Linked DNA regions of Pan troglodytes: region 1 is linked to region 2. Evidence: chromatin contacts called from public Hi-C data. All regions are on one chromosome and are shown on one strand. The core of a region is the stretch at or near the end of the contact, and the rest is flanking DNA. Distances in the headings are between cores, read along the strand shown. Region 1 has its middle 38 kb from the start of NTMT1. Region 2 holds the start of NTMT1 (N-terminal Xaa-Pro-Lys N-methyltransferase 1).

Evidence for each region. A called contact is a pair of places that touch in the nucleus more often than the background predicts.
Region 1: a Hi-C map of stem cell-derived neural progenitor cells shows a contact between it and region 2, with 3 times the contacts expected there. The contact joins the enhancer-like site here to the promoter of NTMT1 in region 2. A contact is called at or near these places in 1 of 7 Hi-C or Micro-C datasets (stem cell-derived neural progenitor cells) and 1 of 1 datasets of contacts at active chromatin or transcription factors (stem cell-derived excitatory neurons).

What each region holds. Positions count from the first base shown.
Region 1 is chr11:8,882,291-8,887,862 of NHGRI_mPanTro3-v2.0_pri, forward strand. No RefSeq gene overlaps it. Among named protein-coding and RNA genes, the nearest start is that of NTMT1, 38 kb to the left of the region's middle. Within about 2 kb of position 3,166, at least 11 of the 24 cell types and tissues checked have an H3K27ac peak or open chromatin away from gene starts, as enhancers often do. A contact at or near this core is called in stem cell-derived neural progenitor cells, where this site is marked.
Region 2 is chr11:8,844,635-8,849,707 of NHGRI_mPanTro3-v2.0_pri, forward strand. NTMT1 (N-terminal Xaa-Pro-Lys N-methyltransferase 1) reads right to left here and starts at 2,839. Exons shown (of 4, transcript XM_009457481.4): 1 at 2,533-2,839.

The DNA of each region.
Region 1 (5,572 bases), core at 1,916-4,415, 38 kb after region 2:
CACTGGAAATTAGGTTTCAACCTGAATTTTGGTGGGATGCAAACATTCAGACCATAGTACCCTGTCCCCAAATACAGACACATTCTGAGGACCTGGGGGTTAGGACTTCAACATATGAATTTGGAAGAGCACGATTCAGCCTGTAACATCTGCTTTGGTTTGGTTTGGGCTCCCCTGCAAGTAGGCCTCAAAGGCTGTTGTACTTGTAGTTTGTTTGGGACGAGTACTCCTAGGGGCAAGAGTGAGGGATGGGGAGCGGGAAGAGGAAAACAGGAGCGGCAAGAAAACCAATGCAAAGGCCAGGCGCAGTGGCTCACGCTTGTCATCCCAGCACTTTGGAAGGCCGAGGTGGGTGGATCACTTGGGATCAGGAGTTAGAGACCAGCCTGGCCAACATGGCAAAACCCTGTCTCTACTAAAGATACAAGAGTTACCAGCCTGGCGAACACGGCAAAACCCCGTCTCTACTAAAAATACAAAAATTAGCCAGGTGTGGTGGCAGGTGCCTGTAATCCCAGCTACTTGGGAGGCTGAGGCTGGAGAATCACTTGAACCAAGGAGGCGGAGGTTGCAGTGAGCCAAGGTTGTGCCACTGCACTCCAGCCAGGGTGACAGAGCGAGACTCTGTCTCAAAAAAAAAAAAAAAAAGAAAAGAAAAGAAAAAAAGAAAGGCTGGGCATGACGGCACGCGCCCGCCCATAGTCCCAGCTACTCAGGAGGCTGAAGTGGGAGAATTGCTTGAACCTGGAGGTGGAAGTTTCAGTGAGCTGAGATCGCACCACTACACTCTAGCCTGGGTGACAGAGCGAGACTCTGTCTCAAAAAAAAAAAAAAAGAAAGCCAATGCAAATGTGCATTGCTGAGTTCACCATTATGGAAGCTGGGGTGCCAGATCCCCCAGGATCATCGGAGCTGCCTTGCAAAATGCATCTCAGAACCATCCGCCCAGGGGAAGAAAGGAGGGAGCATTGGTTCCAGGGCTCTGCTGCCTTTGAGGAAGCGTTGGCCTGTAGGGTGTTCACACCTTTGCACTTGCAGTTGAGCATGTGTAACTGCCGAGTGGGTTACTGTGGAGGGGTGGAGGTGGGGGGATCCCACACTGTGGCATCAGCAAAGCCCCGGGCTGGAAGCAAGAGGCAAGCACAGGGGCCTAGGGCGGGCCATTGTCGGCTCACAGCTGTATGGAGCTTGTCAAGGCCTGTGAGGTCTGTTTACTGCAGCTGGGCCTGGGTTAGGAGGTGAAGCCAAGAGGTCTGAAGCTGTTCAGGTGAGCTGCTCAACACAGTCCGCCCCTTGTAGCACTCAGCCCCGCCCCTGCCCCCCGCTGGGTCCACCGTCAGAGTCCCCTTCGAGGTGCTGGTATCTGCAGTGCCTGCAGACAGCTCATGCTAGAGGGTTACCGAGAAGAGCTCAGAACCCACCTGAGTGGGAACCCCTTTCTTTGCATGTTGGTCCTGGTCCCTGGCACAAAGGCCCCAGTGTGACAGATGCAGTCACAGGTTTGAGTTCGGTGGGATCCACACTGTGCCCAGTGGAGCCCTCCCCTACTTCCCTTCTCCCCTGCCCTCTCTCCCCTCTCCCCTGTCCCAGATAGCTGGGGCCTCTCATCTGACACACGTAAAGTTGCAGGGACAAGAAGCACAAATCCACAAGGGGGTCCCCGGTGGAATGGGGTCGGGGGGCAGGCAATCCTATTTCTACAACTTGTCCCTGGACCATGTGTTCCAGCTTCTGGGGACGTGGCACCTGTGACTGGTTGTTGGCTCTGTGCTTGGGGTGTTGCACAAGCTGGCCGCCCCTACATTCCATCAGGCCCGGACTCCAGGGTGAGACCGGCGGGCATCACGCTCATGTGCCCACTGGGATCCTTCCTCACCATAAACTGTGTCCCTAGGTCCGGGGCCTAGGTGGGCAGGATCCCACATCTCCAGATGGGGCATTCCGAGCTGCATTCTGGATGCAGTGGCGGCATGGAGATCTGTCAGGTGGCACAGAACTACTGCCATGGCTGGATTCCGAGGTGAAGACGAGAAGAACGAGGGTTATGGAATAGCGGGTGCTGCTCACAGGGCTCCGAGTGCAGACACAGAGAAGGCTCAGCACAGGATCTGGCACAGTGGGTCTACCGAATTGCCACTATGCCCATTTTACAGATGGGAAGCCTGAGGCTCAGGGGAGGAGGCAGCTTGCCCAAGGACCCAGGGCTAGCGGGCAGCAGAGCTGGGTTGGGGACCAGCCTTAAAAATCCTGTGCTTGTAGCTGTGAGGCTGTCTCCCCTGCCTCACTGCTGACCCAGTGAGTACATGTCTCTTTACAAAAAGAGTATCGTTCTGTGCCTGTGCTGGCCCAGGGAACGTCGAGGAGGCCAAGGTCACCCCACATGGCCTTCTGGGGCAGCTCCTCCTCTGACCGACAGAGGCCTTTCTGAGATGGCTGGTGGCCAAAGCCACTAACTGAGGGGCAGGACAAGGGGACTCTGAGCACCTTAGTCCCTACCCCACATCCCAGCTTCTATCCAGGATCCAAAACTTTCTCCTGATGGGCACTCCTTCCCCTCCAGCTCAGACAAGTGGGCAGGGCTCTGGTGTCAGACGGAGCTGAGCTCTGCCCTCTTCTCCCTCCTGGCTTTGGGACCCTGGGTGAATCTTGGTCTCTGTTCCTTCATCTCACTTCATGGGGACTGAATGAGACCCAGGGGTGAGGCCCCCAGCCCACAGCTGCTGTTAATCCAGGGCTCTCCTCTCTTAGGAAGGACACAGAGTCCACTAATGACCATTGGGCCACCAAGGCACAGAGAGGGCAAGGGGCCTGCCTAGGTCACCAGCAGGCCTGAGTCTAGTCCTGACTCCCAATCCAGGCCTCCTTTGACCATACCCCAAAAGAAAATGAAGGTGGAGACGTGGGGGTTGCAGGGAGAGGAAGGAGATGGGGAAGCGGGGGGACCTTACACTCACTGCCCCACATACTGCCTCACACATAGTTGGTGTTCACTAAATATTTGCTGAATGATGAGTAAATGTTAGGTGGTTGGATAGATGGGGCCTCAGGCGGGTGAGACCCAGCTATGTGCTGTTTTGAATCCCAGCCCACGGCGTCCTGCCAGTCCCCCTGCTAACCTCATTTGGTTGCTAGCAGTAGCCTTCATTTTCTGCTGAGTCACTACTCTCAACCCAGACGTGGGGTTGGGCGTGCCAGGAATTTGGAGGGAAGAAAGATTGACAGAACCTCAGCACCTCAACACCAGCTCCATTTTTAAGATGAAGAAACCGAGGCGGGGGAGCAGGTCTGCTCAGCACTGGAACACCCCACTTCCCCAGCAGCCTTAGGCCACCACCCCTGCCCGGCTTACCCGCCTCCATCGGGGAGCCTCTGTCATTCTGGTAGCTGGGGGGTGGGGTACTGGGGAACAGAACACATTCCCCAGGGCCCTTTGAGTCATGCTGAGTCCTGTAGAAGTCCCAGCACCACCCATGCTGCTCCCAGGAAGCTTTAGCTGGCCTCTGGGAAGCAAATTGGGGCTCCTGACCCCTCTAAACAGAGAATGGCACCCCCGCTCCATGAGTCTCTTTCCTCCTTTCCTCTCTGGCCCCTCTTGCCCTTCTCTGTGCCTGGTGGCAGGATCTAGGAGCCCATCTCTGTCTCCCGTAAGTACTGTGGCTGGGCGAGCCCCTGCCCTTCCCTGGGCCTCACTGGCCCAGCTGGGACCAGGCCAGCAAACCCAAGTCTCTCTTGACCTGACCCCCCAGGACACTGTGTCCATTGGAGCTCTGACTGTACCCCCTTTGCCCTGGTGCCCTCCAGTCCCCACCCCTCTCTCTCTCTCTGGCCCTCTTATGGACTCTTCCAGAGGGAGACTGTCCCACCCCACCTCCTGGCTTCTGCTTCCTCTTGGTCTCCCTCCTCCTGGCCATCCTCATTGGAAAATGCCAAGTCTGCAGGTTTCCCATGACCTTGAACAACCGGCAGTTTGGGAGTGAGCAGCTCTGAGCTTTGCAAGGAGGGCCTAGGGTGAGGCCCACCATGGGTCCTGGGGGCTGCATTGCCTTTGCACCCCACACCCTGTCCTGCTGACCTTGCTTCATTTTTCTCCATGGCAAGTGGCATCTTCTCACTGCTTACTTGGGTATTGTACGTCCATGGCCTCAGTAGAATGTTCCTTCCACAACGGTAGGGGTTTTGTCAGCTGTGGTCACTGCTTGGTCCTCACCCGGAAGGCCTATAACAGTGCCTGGCCCACAGGGGACCTCCATGAGTGCTGAGGAAGAAGGATTTCCTCCAAGCCACCTGTGGGGAGCACTTCCTTGTGGGCATCACTGCCTCTGATGCACCATCTGCCTGCCCAGGATATGCCAGGCCCCTTTCAGAAGATGGGGAAACTGAGGCTCAGAGAGGAAGAGACGAAGGGAAGGAACGGATGCAACCTCACACAGTGGTCCCTGGTGGGAGTCCAGAGTCGAACCCACGCATTCAGGCCGTGGCGCTTGACTTAGCTCTTCCTCCCACCAGCCAGTCCGCCAACAGCTGAGAGGGGCTGGGACAGCCCCGCCCGCACCCCAGGTCCCTGACGCCTTCGGCCACGCCCCTGTGGTAGAGTGGAGAAACTGAGGCACCCCGCCTCCTCGGATTCCTTGCAAGCCTCCTTCCCAAACCCGCGCCCGCGCCCCCTCCTCGGGCCCTGCCCTCCCTCCCTGGCCTGGCCCCGGCCCCGGCCCCGCGTAGCCCCCGGCCCTTGGCAGAGCTCAGCCCGCGCCCACCCGGAGCCGGGGAGGGAGAGAAAAATGAGTTTTCCTGCCGCCCGGTGGCGGTGTCAATTGATCGCGCGCGGGCGGGGCTGCGCGCCGGGCTGGGGGCCTTGCTCGCAGCTGCCGGCGCGCAATTATCGGGAAAAAACTGGGGCGGCTGCCGCGGTGAAATTAGTTATCGATCCCTCGGTGGGGCCGCGGGGCCGCGCTTGGCGCTGACGGCTGCAGACCCGGCCAAGCCCGCTGGGCGGGGCGGGGGCCTGGGGGGCGGCGGGGGCGGGCCCTCCCCCTGCTTTGGCCTCTCCCTCCTCCCCCTCCTCCTCCCTCCTCCTCCCGCCCGCGCTCCCCTCTCCCATTCATCCTGCCGCCGTATCGACCCGCGGCCGACCCCGCGCGGCCAGGCGCCCCCGCCCGCTGCCCTCTCCTTTCCCAGCCCGGCCTCCCCCGCGGGGGCTGTCACCGAGCGCCTGGCACGGCCGGGCCATGCCCCGGGGAAGGAGGGACCAGGGCCGGGGGCGGGAGCCAGCCCTTGTGCTCGCAGCCCTGGGTTCGGAGCCCAGCTGCCCGGGAAGGTTTCCAGATCTCCCTGAGCCTCAGTTTCCCCATCTGTAAACTGGGTGGTGGTGGCTTCGTCCCCCGCTTTGAGAGGACAGCAGGAGAGGCGTCCTGAGAAGTGAGTTCGCCTGGAAGCTGCCGGGCTGTAGTTTGCGTTGATACCACCGATCTTCCCGGTCACTCTAGGAGACGGGCCATATCCCCGTTTTACAAATGAGGAAACTAGCTCAGCGAGGGGAGACGCCGTGTCCAGGGACACACAGTAAGCAGGTGGC
Region 2 (5,073 bases), core at 1,589-4,088:
TCTGTTGACCTAGATCAGCCCACACCTGAAGCAGGCACCTGCTGGAAACTCAGCCTAGGGGTGGGGAACCCCCACCCCAAGCCTCTGTCCTCCCCAACCAAGCCTCCATCTGACATCCACAATGGAGTGAGGGCGTCCAGACTCCAGCCGAGGGAAGAGAGCCCTGTGTTAGTCTCATGCGTTTCCCCGGAAGGGTTGGCACCCTCTGGTCCCAGAAGGCAAAGCACCTGTGTGGGACGGGCTGGGGCCCACGGTTTCTCTCCTAGTCTGGGGATGAGGGGGTGGATGTTCAAATCTGCATCAGGAGGTGGCGAAAGACAAGGTGGCAGCCCCTGCCCACCAGGTTTGCCCCTGCCACACCTGCGTTCCAGCCCCCTGGACAAAGTTTGAGCCGCCACCTCTTTCCCTGAAGCTGTCAGTGGCCCCCAGACCCGCGCCATTGCCCAGGATCCGGGTCTTTCTCGCCACCTCCTGGCCGCTGAGGAAACAGCAGGGAATCCACACCCTGGCGCCTTGTTTAATGGCAAAGGAATGGGCTGCAAACGGTGGGACTGGCCTGGGCGGTGGCTGGTGGGGGTCCTTAGGGCCCGGATGGGTTGTGGATGGGGGACGCCTTTTGGGAGAGGCGCCCTAACTCCAGAAGAAGGGCAATAGAGCTAGGCTTAGTTTAGACAAACTCTGCAGGGATGGGAAGAAGACAGCACTGCCACCGCCCCTCCACCGGGTACCTGATTGCTGGACTCTGGAGGTAACTGGAAGGAAGGGGGTGGAGACACATCTAGGACGAGGAGTGGGATTCAGTCCCTGGGACGTCCCCTCCCTTCTGTCTCCCTTTCTGGACATTCACGCCCCGTCCCCCGTCTCAGCAGGCCTGATTCTACGGCCCCTCCTCCAGGTGGCCTTGCGCAGCCCACGTCGCCCTCTCTGAGCCTCAGTTTACCCCAAGGGTCGCGGCGGGCCCCGACCCCTGCGCCGGCTGCAGCGCCGCGGCGCGCCCACGCGGGGGCAGTGTTGGCCTGGCTTTGGCGCCGCCTGGCGCGGCCGAAACTTCTCAGCCTCTCGCTCCAGGGTCGGAAACTTTTCCCCTCGCGCGGCGCTCGCGCCCGCCCGCCTCCGCCTCCGCGCTGCTGGCCCCGCACAGCCCCGCTCCGGCCGCGCGACCTCCTGGCACCTGCTCCGAGCCCGCGACCGGCCCTGGCGGGTGGGGGGAAACGCGCCGCCCCCGCCCCCCAACTTCCCTCTCTCTCGCTTTTGTTGTTCAGCCCAAAATTGCTAGGCTTGCAGCCGTGCGGCAGCGCCGAGCACTGAAGCCGGAGTCCGCGTGGAGCCCCCGGGGCGGGTCTCGGCGCCCCCGCGACCCCGGACTCCACGCCCTTGCTCGCGCCGGGGGCACCACGCCGGTGGGGGGGGCGGGGCCTGCAGGGAGACCTGGCCCCCGCCTACCGCTTACCCCCCCTTCCCCCCTTTCCCCTCCCCGTCCCCCTTTCCCCTCCCCCCCCTCCTCCCCCCTCCCCTGTGGCTCGGCCCGCACGGCCCCGGGATCCCGCAGCGCTCCTGTCCGCTCCCTGCGCTGTCCACTCCCTCCCCGCAGACCACAGATGGAGGACGGAAGCCTCAGTCCCGCCGCTTTCGGCACTCACACCCACCACCGAGATACGCACCCCGAGACACACACAGGCACACCACAGGGCCACACCCACACGGTACACAGACAAAACAACGCCCCACAGACACCCCCTTCAGACACACACACCACACACATACCCGGACTCCTGCCCTACAAACAGCCGGTGAACACAGGCCGACCTCACACATACACGGCCTCTCACGGGGTCTCCCAGGGCCGCAGCCCCCACATTCGGGGTCACCTGCTGCCCTGGAGGCCCAGACGCCTCCCCCTGGCCCTCTGTAGCCACTTGTCTGTCCACCAGCATGTCCCCCACCATGAACTTGGGGTGACCAAGGAGGGGATGAGGAAGAGGGAGCGAGGCATTCAGGGGATGGACCCAACCCCAGCTCTTCCCCGGGGGCCCTCCGGGGACCTCTCTCTCACCCTCTTTGGCAAAGACCCCAGACTGGGGGCCTCCCCAGGGGCCCCAACAGGGCCCTTTTCCGAGGGGCATTTCCACTCAGGGCTGGCGGGGGTGGGGTGGGGTGTGGGGTGGGGGGCTGCCCCTCCTGGGCTTCAGGAAGCAGCATGTCAGGGAGGCCAGGAAAGCTCTGCTCCCCCCAACTCAGACCCATCTGAGCAGCTGGGATCAAGGCAGGCGCACCCCCCAACCCCACCCCTGCCATTGGTCATGGACAGTCCTGTGCCCAGCCAGGGCAGGGGAGAGTGGCAGCCCGGTCTAGTTGGGGGGAGGGGGAGGAATGACTCTGACCCAAGGCAGAAGGCAGAGCTGGGAGAGGCAGGAGGTCACTGCCCCTTTCTAGGTGTCCCCACCTCCCCACGCCTCTGCACCCCTGCAAGCTGGCTCCTTAGCCCGTTTGCTGATAAGGACACTGAAACCCTGAGGGCTCAGGCGGTCTCACCTGGGCGTGCTGGCGGTGCCCACTGGAGCTGGAACTGGTCCTACAGATGTCCTGAGCCAGCAGAGCCCTCGGCGGCCCACACAGGAGCTCTCTCCTAAGCCGCTCTCTGTACAGCCTTTGGTTGTTGGGGAAGCCAGGGCCCAGAGAGGCTCAACTCTTTCTCAAGATCACACAGTGACCAGGTGTTGGAGTGGGCATTCGCACTCAGCACCTCTTCACGGGGAAGCCCCGTCTCCCGCTGACCGCAGTCCTGTGGAGGCTGCTTCTTCCTGCCGCACATGGGGCACCTCGGAGCAGGGAGGATCAGGGCAAGGTCAAGGAAGGAGAGGCGTTTATTTGGAGAGGGTGGAACTGGGCAGGTGCACAGGGTCCGGAAGGAGCTGGAAGCCTCAAGGCTGGTGGGCAGGACCCACGACTGGAGTGGGGAAGAGGGCGCTGGCTCCAGGCAGGAGCCTGGTGGGAGGGAGAGGAAGGAGCCAGGAGCCAGGGAGCCCTGTAGATGCAGGGCCAAGGGAAGCCAGCCCCAAGTGGGGCTCCAGGGATGGCAGCTGCCCCACGGGCCGATTGCCATTCTGCAGGCGGCTCATTCAGCTCTGTTATGGACTGAACGTGTCCCCCCAAAATTCATATGCTGGAACCCCAGGTCTGATGTGATGGTTTGAGGAGGTGGGGCCGTTGAGGGGTGATCAGGTCATGAGGGTGGAGCCCTCACAAGTGGGATTCCTGCCCTTATAAAAGAGGCCTGAGGCCGGGCGCTGTGACTCACGCCTGTAATCCCAGCACTTTGGGAGGCCGAGGTGGGTGGATCACCTGAGGTCAGGAGTTTGAGACCAGCCTGGCCAACATGGCGAAACCCATCTCTACTAAAAATACAAAAATTAGCTGGGCATGGTGGTGGGCACCTGCAATCCTAGCTACTGGGGAGGCTGAAGCAGGAGAATAACTTGAACCCAAGATGCGGAGGTTGCAGTGAGCCGAGATCATGCCACTGCACTCCAGCCTGGGCAACAGAGCAAGATTTTGTCTAAAAAAAAAAAAAAGAAATAAAAGAAAAGAAAAAGAGGTCCCAGAAAGGCCTTGCCCCTTCCTCCTTGTGCGGATACCGCAAGAGGCCAGCAGTGTGCAACCCGGAGGAGGGCTCTCACGGGAACCTGACCATGCCAGCGCCCTGATCTCGGACTGCCAGCCTGCAGCTTGGGAGGAATACACTGTATTGCTTCGGAGCTGCCTAGGCTCTGGTCATCTGTTAAGCAGCCCAAAGAGACTCAGCCAAGTATCACACCCATGCTGGGCCCTGAGTGGGTACCTGCCTGGGCAGCCCTGCCCCTGGGAGCCTAGAGTCATGGGGAACATCGCTCAAATTGAGCAGTTCCAGGATGCAGTGACAAGTGCTGGGATGGGAGGCCTTGGGAGCAGAGTAGGGCCTCAATCTTCTGTGCAGGGCATGGGGTGGACACCTGGGCTTTCTGACGGCAGCCAGGTGGGGGTGTGGTCAGAACACAGAGGAACACAGGGAAAGGCAAGTGACTGCTACTGCCTTTCCGGTCCCACAGGCAGGCTGGTGATGCAATTCTCAGCATGGACCAGGGGAGGAAACAGACATGGGAGGGCTGTTGAGCAGGCAGAGGGAAGGGCTGGTGTTCCCCTAGCCAAGATAGACACACACACACACACACACACACACACACCACACACCCTGCCTCCCAGCTGTGTGGGGCTGCCCAGCGCTCATTCCAGCTGCTCTGCCTTTATCGGGGCCATTTGTTCGACCCCACCCCCACCACCTGCCCACCCTCACCCTTTCCCATCATTTCTGCCTCTCTGGGTCCTTCTGTCTTCCCTCCCAAATACACCCTAAGTGACAGATGGTCTGCCCCTTCCTGTTGGAGGCAGTGAAACCCTTCCATGGGGACATGTGACACCACCTCCGGGCAGCCCCACAAGCCTCAACATTCCCCTATGAACAGCACCAAGAAGGGGGATGGATGCTCACTGCTGTTTCGACCCATCGGAGCCAGCTTTGGATGCTGGATGGTGTCTAGGCCAGAAACAGGGATTGGACTCACCAGGCTGGGCCAGGTGTCTCTAGGGCTCTGGAATTCTCCCAGTCAGACTCGGACCCCAAGCACGGCAGCCGGGAGCAGCTCCTCTGCCTCTGCCATCATGGAGCCTGGGCACCCTTAAAGACTCACCCACCAATGTTTCCCTGGCTTATTTACTGCACCTGGCAGCTGAGGGGGCTTCAGTGATGCCCCCAAACTCCCAGGGAGCCCCCCTGCCTGGCTCTGGGAAGACTTCTCTGATGGCTGAAGAGCGCAGCAAACCTCAAAAGAATCTTCCAATAGGAACGTCCTGGCCCATACACTTTGCAGCCATCTCAGTGACCCGAAGCATGTTCTCTGGGGGACGTCACCTCCCCAGGCCGGCCACAACTAACTTCTAGTAACTTCTAACACAGCCCACAGCTGTTCTGGTCATGTGGATTATCTGGCCATGTGAATCAGGGCAGCCAGGAATCCGTGAGAGCAAGATGAACCCGGG